Regions from separate parts of the Pan troglodytes genome. Here region 2 is linked to region 1. A link is a contact called in public capture Hi-C data. All regions are on one chromosome and are shown on one strand. The core of a region is the stretch at or near the end of the contact, and the rest is flanking DNA. Distances in the headings are between cores, read along the strand shown. Region 1 has its middle 7.0 kb from the start of EML1. Region 2 overlaps EML1 (EMAP like 1).

What was found. Capture Hi-C pulls out chosen DNA fragments and counts their contacts.
Region 2: a contact with region 1 is called in a capture Hi-C map of stem cell-derived neural stem cells, with 4 times the contacts expected there. The contact joins two enhancer-like sites. A contact is called at or near these places in 3 of 7 Hi-C or Micro-C datasets (induced pluripotent stem cells and stem cell-derived neural progenitor cells) and 1 of 1 other capture datasets (stem cell-derived neural stem cells).

The regions. Positions count from the first base shown.
Region 1 is chr15:97,730,588-97,734,958 of NHGRI_mPanTro3-v2.0_pri, reverse strand. No RefSeq gene overlaps it. Among named protein-coding and RNA genes, the nearest start is that of EML1, 7.0 kb to the left of the region's middle. Within about 2 kb of position 2,543, at least 7 of the 24 cell types and tissues checked have an H3K27ac peak or open chromatin away from gene starts, as enhancers often do. A contact at or near this core is called in stem cell-derived neural stem cells, where this site is marked.
Region 2 is chr15:97,885,222-97,889,973 of NHGRI_mPanTro3-v2.0_pri, reverse strand. The region is part of intron 4 of EML1 (EMAP like 1); the gene reads right to left. Among named protein-coding and RNA genes, the nearest start is that of EVL, 86 kb to the left of the region's middle. Within about 2 kb of position 3,448, at least 3 of the 24 cell types and tissues checked have an H3K27ac peak or open chromatin away from gene starts, as enhancers often do. A contact at or near this core is called in stem cell-derived neural stem cells, where this site is marked.

The sequences.
Region 1 (4,371 bases), core at 1,294-3,793:
GGCAGGAGTTGGGGTCATTGGAAGGGCATGGGGCAAAGGGAGAGGCACACATATACTGATGCCTGTGGGGCCCAGCCCAGAGCCAGTGCCCTTCCTGGGTTCCCTGAGACACCACAGCATCATGCCGCTTCCCAGGGGAGGCTCTGCGTGACTGCTCGCCCATGGTGTGCCCAGGCCCCTCCCCGGCTGCCACCGCCTGAAGGAAGGCCGGCCCCTGGGTTCCCACACTGTTTGGCCAGCCAGCACCAGCACTGGCGGGAAAGTGTCCCTGGCGGGACAGAGGAGGGTCAGTGATCAAAGGTGGAGGGGCAGCCAAGCGTGGCGGGGGTCAGGGAAGAGGCCCCGCTTCCCACCCGTACCTCCCCCACCGCTGTCACCTGCTGCCCCGCACTCACCCGGCCCTGGCTGGGCCTCAGGAGTGCAGCCTCTCCCTGCTGGAGACCCCTCAGACTTGGGTTCCCCCTGTACACAGAGCCAGGACAGGTGAGGAGCAGGGAGCCTTATGTGGGGCCTTGGTGGCCACGACTTGAAGGACAATGGATGTCCACACTGGATGGCCCCAAGCTCCTGGCTGTGTGGCCTTGGGCAGGTTAGCCCATCTCGCTGGACGTGGGGTGAGGACAGAATGCATGCCACACAGCAGGGGCCCAGTCCACGGCGACGCGTCTGATGTTTGTCCACTGCCTTGGGTTCAAGGAGACACCTCCTTGTAGTCCAGGTCAGGCCTGACACACCAGCTCCACACAGAGCATGAGACACACACAGATGTGGAGACTCATCCGCACAGCCTCACACATGGGGGGCCAGACAGATACCCGGAGACTAGGGAACAGGAACACGAAGAGGTACGGAGAGACACGCAGAGACACACACGTGCACGTGGGGCTCACATGCACGCACACACGTGCACCTGCTCCAGCAAAGCTCTGCGAGCTGGTTCCAAACACCCAGGGCCCCCTGTCCAGCCCAGGCACCCCTGACTGACCGCTGCCTGGGTGGCCTTGGGCAACCCTCCCAGCGTCCAGGCTCCCAGCCAGGAAAGAAGCCCGCGAGGGGCATGCAGCTGCACCGGGTGTCCCTGGGCTGAGGGTGTGGGCAGCTCTTGGCTTCCTTGGGCTATCCCCTCACCTCTGGGGTGGCGGCCAAGGAGCCACCGTCATTTGGGAGGGGGCAGGGAGGTGATGGGGAGGCCTCCCAGGTTCAGGCTCCTGGGCTCAACAGCAGGGGCAAGGGCCCCAGAGATAGCCCACCGCACCCTCTGCCCTCTGGCCCTGCGATGGGGCAGGCTGCCACCTCTCGGAGCCTCATCTGTAGCACAGGGGCCTGGAGGTACAGTAAAGCTGGCTCAGGGTTGGCCGTACAGCGCGCCCAACAGGTGAGGCTCATGGCCAGCACAGCGTGACTCGAATCATTGGGGATCCTCACCCAGTGTCTGCCACTGGCCGATGGGCTCTTGCCCTGGGCCCAGGGTGCTCCTGTGCGGGCTGCTGCTCATGCCGGTCTCTGCCTGGCCTCGCCCTGGGCCCACGGAGCCCCATCCAGGGCAGGCTCCAAACGGGATGCAGCTGGCAGGTGTCCTGCACAGGGACCTGCAGCCTTGCCCTTGGCACCCAGAATTAGCAGGCTGCCTCCCGCAGGGTGGGGGGGACCCCTCTGCCTGGCCACCCGGGGTCTGGTCCCCGCAGGGGCTGCCCAAGAAGTGAGCACCAGGTAGGTGACTATGGTTTTCTCTGGTGAGAAGGATTTACTGGGGAGAGGCTGCGTTCCAGAAGAAATGAGTGTTTTTAAAGCTCCAGGCCAAGGCAGGGCCTTGACTCTGTCCCTCCCCACCCCTGGCCCTGGATTCAGAGAAATGACCCTCCCTCCCACTGTGAGTCCCCTTCCGTCTGCCAGAAATACCCCCAGTGACTGCCGGGGAGGGTGCGGGTGGGGGTGGGGGTTATTTTTGGACATCCAGAGATGCCTGAGGCTGGAGCCTGGGGTGAGGCTGGAGCCTGGGGTGAGGCTGGAGCCCGGGGTGAGGTCCGGAGCCCAGGGTGAGGTCTGGGCAGATGTGAATTTAGTCACTCCAACTGACTGGACCAGCATAAGGCGCTCGGTGCCCGCTCGGCCAGGACTGCCAGGAGGGGCCGGCTCAGGCTTCTGCCAAGTCCCATCCAGAACCTTCCCAGGTGGGCAGCTAATTGCTGGGACACAGGGCATGGTCCTCTGTCTACCCACATTGGCTGTCACTGAAGCCCAGCAGAGCCACCGCCTCCAGCCCCAGCACCCAGAGCACAGAGGAAGAAAACCTCCCACCTGGCCATAGCTGGGCCAAGGCTCTCACCCCACACTCGGCAGCCCAAGGTCCCTGAAGCCACCCCCAACCCAGCCTAGGCTCCTAGGCACCCTAGAGGGCTGGGCCAGCTTAGGGTCTCCCGCCGCAGGTCGCTAGGGCAGAGGGCAGGGAGGTTTCCAAAGGTTTTCAGAGTTCAGCAGCTCAGCCCTGGGGAAGCTAGTGCCTGGGGAAGGCGGGCCCCCAGGAATGTGCAGGCCGGAAGCCTCCTGCCGGGACGCGAGCGTAGATCAAACACGTCCAGGTTTACAGAGAAGGGGACAGGCTCAGAAAAGGCTACCACTGGCCGAGGTCACAAGAGAGGGAGTGGCAGGGCAGGGCGGGGCCCGCAGTCTCTGGGGCCGCTTAGTGAGGGCATCCCCCGGCCTCCCCGGCGGCGGCAGCAGCCTGCACCCCGCCCGAGCCCCCCGACCCCGCGCACTCCCCGCCAGAGCTGCGAGTTCCCGCCCGGCGCGCCTCCTGGCCGGCCTGCCAGCGCCCCAGACCCAGGCCCGGCTCCCGGCGAGGCCTGCGGACCCACCCGCCAAGCGACCGCTGCACCCGCCCGGGGGGCCGTGCCTGCGCCCCCAGCAGCTGCCAGACCTCACCGCGCCTCGGGAGACCCATCTGTGAAATGGGGGTAGCTATCCCACCCCTACGCCGTGGCCAGAGGTTGCCACTGCCGACCCCCGGCCTCCCCGCTGACCCCGCTTCCGGGAGCGGGGCTGGCGTCCCCTCGGCCCACCCACTCCGCGCCTCGGGACCCTCCGCGCCTGGGGACGGTGCCGCCCGCTCCGCCTGGGCGGGAGGGCGAGCCCGAGCTCTGCGCCAGCGCGCCACCGTGCGGCTCTTCCGGGGACTGCGCCGCCTTGCCTGCAGAAAAGCCCTCCCTTCCCTGCAGGTGACAATGACCAGACTCACAGTGCCAGAGCCCGACCCTCGTGTGGATACTAATTCCCCTCCAACCCTAGGAAGTGGGTCCTATTATTTGTCCTCCCTTACATATGGGGAAACTGAGGCCCAGGCAGGTGGGGGCAGGATTTGACCCCAGGTAGCCTTGCTGCATAGCCTTGGGTTTAATCCTATCCATCTTGCCTGGGTCCGGGGGGGTCAGCTTCACCTGGACTGGTGGCACCGGCCCATGCACATTGGGATCTACTGGGAGACTTAAAAAGAAAACAGTTGGGCCGGGCGCCGTGGCTCACGCCTGTAATCCCAACACTTTGGGAGGCCTAGGAGGGTGGATCATCTGAGGTCAGGAGTTCGAGACCAGCCTGGCCAACATGGTAAAACCCCGTCTCTACTAAAAAAATATATTAAATACAAAAATTAGCTGGGCGTCGTGGCACATGCCTGTAATCCCAGCTACTCCGGAGGCTGAGGAACCCAGGAGGCGGAGGTTGCAGTGAGCAGAGATTGTGCCACTGCACTCCAGCCTGGGCAACAAGAGTAAAACTACATCTCAAAAAAGAAAAAAGAAAAAGAAGAGTTTCTGGGCCCCACCCCAGAGGCTGATTCACCTGGCCCAGGTGGCTCCCCCATGCAGCATGGACTGAGAGCCACCTGCCCCTCACAGAAAGCCCAGTCTATGGAAGAGGAAGTGGCTCAGAAAGGAAGGGCAGGATGGCCCCACCGGCAGTGACAGTGGGGCTGGGGGGTTCTGGCTCTGCACTTCCCAGCCATCTGGGATTCCTGGGGCGTGCAGAAGACAAGCCCAGGCCTGCAGGGATAGGGCATGCTGAGCCTGTGGAAGGCCACTGGATGCAAAGGGCCATGGGTTCAAGTGCTGACTCCACTATGGCCCAGCTGTGGCTCTGGCCTTGACTTCCCCATCTGTGAAATGGGGCATAGTTGGCTCCTGTTTCCTGGCAGGATTTGAAGAAATCATGGTGTGAAGGCTCAGGCTCAGCAACAGACAGATATTTGCCAAATCAGGGGATGGTCAAGCCGGGAACTTGAAGTCTCTGGAGGGAGCCGATCCCTCCAGGCCCCTCCAGACAATGCTGGGTTGCGTCGCTGCAGTACTGAGGCTTGGTAGCCTGTGGCCCTTTTAGATG
Region 2 (4,752 bases), core at 2,199-4,698, 150 kb before region 1:
AGGAGGTAATTTCACTCTTGCATGCAAATCTTAGAATATAAACCCATAAAATGATGACGAATCTTCTGAACAACTGATAGAAAGGCAAACACACAGATGCGCAGTGATAACCAGAAGAGAACATTGAAGCCACCGTGGCCTCTCAACAAAGTGTGTTGACGGGAGCCGTATGCAGAAAGTGCATCTCTCCAGAACGCACAGCCACTCAAATTGAGAGTGGGTCCTTCAGACCCAGCACTATTTTGAAACATGCTTGGGCGGTGAATTCACTTGGAGTGGGAGATGATCGCTTCTCAAGGTGTTACGTAATTCATCTCTGATTCCCCATTTCTTGATGTGAGCTCGATGGAAAAAATTAAGTGGGTGACTTAATATCCCCTCAGCAGCTGGGGTGTGGCTCCATGGCGGTGGGGGGGTGCGGGGGAGAATGCCCAGTCCTGTCCTAGGAAGGGTGAAGGAGCACCAGCTGCAGAATGAGGCTTCATTCATCCCTTGCCCGGTGTGAAGTCAATCAAGATGTCCTGCACCTGCCCCTGAAGCCCATGACAGAACTAAGCCTGCAGGAGAGAAAGGATTTGCCCCCCGGTGAACAAACTCTCAGCGCTTGGCTATTCTGGTGTTAAGTTGTGGCCAATATCTCCAAGACGAACTCCAGCACAGTTCTTATTGCTTGTAAGAAGGAGATTTGCTGAAAGAGCTCGGCTGTATGCTCCCTTGAGCTGAATGGTTCGAGAGCTGATATAAGATATAAGCAGTCGTGGAGACTCAACGGAGGATGAGGTACATTTGAATCTTCACCAGACCAGCAGCTGTATGGGGAGATGGCAAGAGAACACTAGACATCTGCCCCAAGGAAAAACTCACACCAACAGACAGTAGTGCAGTCAACCAACAGACAGCAGTGCAGTCTGAGCTGGGAGGCTCACACCAACAGACACCAGTGCGGTCAACACCGCAGAGGCAGCTGTGAACACGTATGTCTAAGTCCAAATCCCTGAATGTGTTCACTGTGGACTTTGGGCACAGGGATGGTCTAAGAGTGGTTGGTTTTTACTCATCTGATAAAGCTCCTATTTGCTGCACCATAGACTGGCATTTATAAGGAGGAGAGTCCAGTGGACGACGTGTCCAGGCTGCAACTCAACAGATATTCACTGTGCCTCAGAGCGGGGATCTGCTCTTATCTCTTTCATCTACATTAACTAACCTAACCCCATGTTCCTGAAAGGGGGCTCTAGGGTCAGATCTTGCAGGTCTTCGACACGTGGTGACATGTGTAAGAAGTCCTGGGTAACTAGGATCAGAGTGGAACTAATAGGAGCCCCGTGCTGTTTGAGCAGAGATACTTGCTTTTGAAAGTGATTAATAAGGCTTGATAGAGGAGGAGTCCATTCCAAAGTTAAACATGTGATTTCCCTACAATTTATTAATCCAGAACAACTTTGGCTCTTGGAATAACATGACTTCTTTTTGTTTGAGACAGGGTCTGGCTCTGTCGCACAGGCTGGAGTGCAGTGGTGTGATCTCGGCTCACTGCAACCTCCACCTCCTGGGCTCAAGCCATCCTCTCACCTCAGCCTCCCAAGTATCTGGGACTACAGGCATATGCCACCAAACTCGGCTAATGTTTAGATTTTTTGTAGAGACAGGGTTCCACCATGTTGTCCAGGCTGGTGTCAAACTCCTGGGCTCAAATGATCTGCCTGTCTTGGCCTCCCAAAGTGCTGGGATTCCAGGTGTGAGCCACTGGGCTCAGCCACATGACTGCTTTTAAAAATGACTTCATGTGATGAAATAAAGTTCCTGCTGGAAGTCAGAATACTCCACCATGGAAATAATGACTCTATAAAAATTGTCCTGAAGCAGCTTTTTATTAGAAATAGGGTCATTTAAGAACCATCTATGCAAAATGTTTAGAAGTTGCTGGAGACTTTATTTGGGACAAAAGCGACTGCTTCATAGACATTTCCAACCAATACTTCCCAGCTTAACATGGTGGAAGGAGCACAGATTTTGAGGCCAGCTGGATCCGTGCTCTAGGGCTTGGGTGAGGGGCTTCACCTCCACCAGCTTAACCTCCTTAATCTAAAAATGGGAATAAAACCACTGTGAGGAACAGGTTATTGGCACGATTAAATATGTTACAATGCGTCCAATATGTGTTATTAATTAATATGGCTTCCCTCTTCCTCCTTTCACTGCAAAAACCTTTGTATTTCCAGACTCCTCAGCTAACAGTCTCAAAACTAAAACAATATGAAGAATATTAGCACTTATCATTTTGAAATTTATTAAAACATAAATGACCCCATGGCTTGAAGAGTGAAACATTTTTTTCAGTAAAAAGATGCTTAAGTCTCATCTTCCAGTGTAAAATGTGGTGTTAAAATTGTCTACCCATAGGTGGTGCTGTTTACATAGTTCTTGAATGGCTGTGGCTTTCAAATGAAACACAGTCATGGGCCAGACACGGGTGTTTCTGTCAATGATGGACCACATAGATGTCTGTGGTCCCACAAAATTATAATACTGTATTTTTACGGTATCTTTTCTATGTTTAGATACACCAATATTTAACACTGTGTTACCACTGCCTGCAGTATTCCCTATAGTCATGTGCTGCACAGGTCTGTAGCCCGGGAGCAGCAGGCTAGACCATCAGGCTGGACCATGAAGGTTTCTGTAAACACACACTCCATGATGTTCACACAATGAGAAAACACCTAACAACGCATTTCTCAGAATGTGCCTGTCATTAAGTGATGCCTGATCGTATACAATATCCTTCCATCCATTCAACAAATAGTTATTGAGCACTCATGTTCACCAAGTGCTGTGTAAAGTACTAGAGATACAAAGAATAAGAATGGCACGGCCTGGGCCTCCAGAGCCTAAGGGAGGGCAAGGGGTGTGTGCAGCATGGTGAAGGGAGAAGAGCTACAGAGTCACAGATAGTTAACAGGCAGTTACGACACCATCTGAAAAGCACTGCTCTCAGACTAGAGGGCCAGGGGAGGCTCCCAGAAAAAGGGGATCCTGAGTTGGGTCTCGAAGGATGAGCTGGAGTTCATCAAAAACAGTCATCTTCCCTGCCCCCACCCCCAGTTCCAGATACATCCGCCTGTCACTTGGGAGAGGGGAAAACCCCTCCTCCTCCTAGGTGCTAGAAGGTGTTTGCCTTAGAACAATTCATTAAGCTACGAATTTGCTTGTGTGGTTTTCTGCATCTGTGCTTTATTTTATGATAAAGTAAAAAGAATTTTCTAAATATGCTATCTTCTTACTTAGATCGGCATGTCTTTAATTAGGTCTGGGCTTGATCGCCTATTCATGAGTTAAGGGCCACTGGTATTTCCTTCTCAGTGAGCGCCTGTGCAGACCCTTTACCATTTTTCTATTCCGTGGATTATCTTGTTCTCCCATTTGTGAGTCCTTTGGGAATTAAGCAAAGCAGCCCTGCAGGCATTGTGCCACTGACATTTGTTAGGAGAATGAGTCTTTCTGTGCTGCTCCTTCCCACTCCCTGCCATGCCTTGGACTACGTTCTGTACACAGCAGGTGCTCCATAAGTCCAGCACAGCAGTGAAACTGAAAGAGCAAGGTGAGAACAATTTTCAGAATTTCTGATTCCTCGCTTTTCAGGCTGGGATAAAGGCAGAAACAGGCGCTGGGGAATTCCAAGACATCCCCAAGAAAAAAGGCCCTGCAAGCAGGGGAGTGGGAGGGACACAAGTGTGCAGGCCTCAACTCCAACAGTCTGGGATGCAGACATGACACTCACAGCTGCCACTGTGGCGAGCCGACCGCAGACCAGCTCTGCACTGAGGCTCCTATGCATGGGATCTTAGGCACCCTGTGAGGCAGGTACCACTTTTATTGCTACTGAGGAAAACCCCAAAGAGATTAAGTCACTTGTTCACAATGACAAAGCAAAGCAGCAGAGCTGGGATTAACACTTGGCTGTGGCAATAAAGGCCCATCATCTTAACCTTCTTTTGTTATAGTGATCAGGGCAAAAAGATTCATTCGACTAATGCTTGTTGAGCACCTACTGTGTGCTGGGCATTGTTCTAGATGGTGGCCTGCTCTGAGTGGATTAGTGAAACTTGTTTGGTACTTAAACGTCCAACTGAAGTACTTCGGACTGGAAACATGATGAACCACATCTAAAATAACATTGCAAGAGTGCATTTATTCACACAAAGACATGCTCATTTAGCAAATGAAGAAGGGATCACAAAATATGCACAAGAATGGCATTTATGTCAAAATTATACACTACACTCATATAGCACCCTGCAAATAAAAGTCCACGTGGAAATGTAATGACTGTTGGCTGTGAGTTCGCTGAGTGGTGAGACTGCAGGTGATTGTTGTTTCTTCTTTTTAGTGCATCTAGATTTTTTTTTTTTTTTTTTTTTTTGAGGAAGGGTCTCATTCCCATTGCTCAGTCCGGAGTACAGTGGTATGATCGCAGCTCACTGTAGTCTCAGCCTCCCAGGCTCGAGCAATCCTCCCACATCAGCCTCTCAAGTAGGTGGGACTACAGGTATGTGCCAACACGCTCAGCTAATTTTTGTATTTTTTGTAGAGATGGGGTCTTGCCATGTTGTCCAGGCTGGTCTTGAACTCCTGGGCTCAAGTGATCCACCCGCCTCGGCCTGCTGAAGTGCTAGGATTACAGGAGTGGGCCACCACGCCTGGCCTAGATTTTCTAAAACAAGTTACTTGTATAATAAATAAATGGCCTCA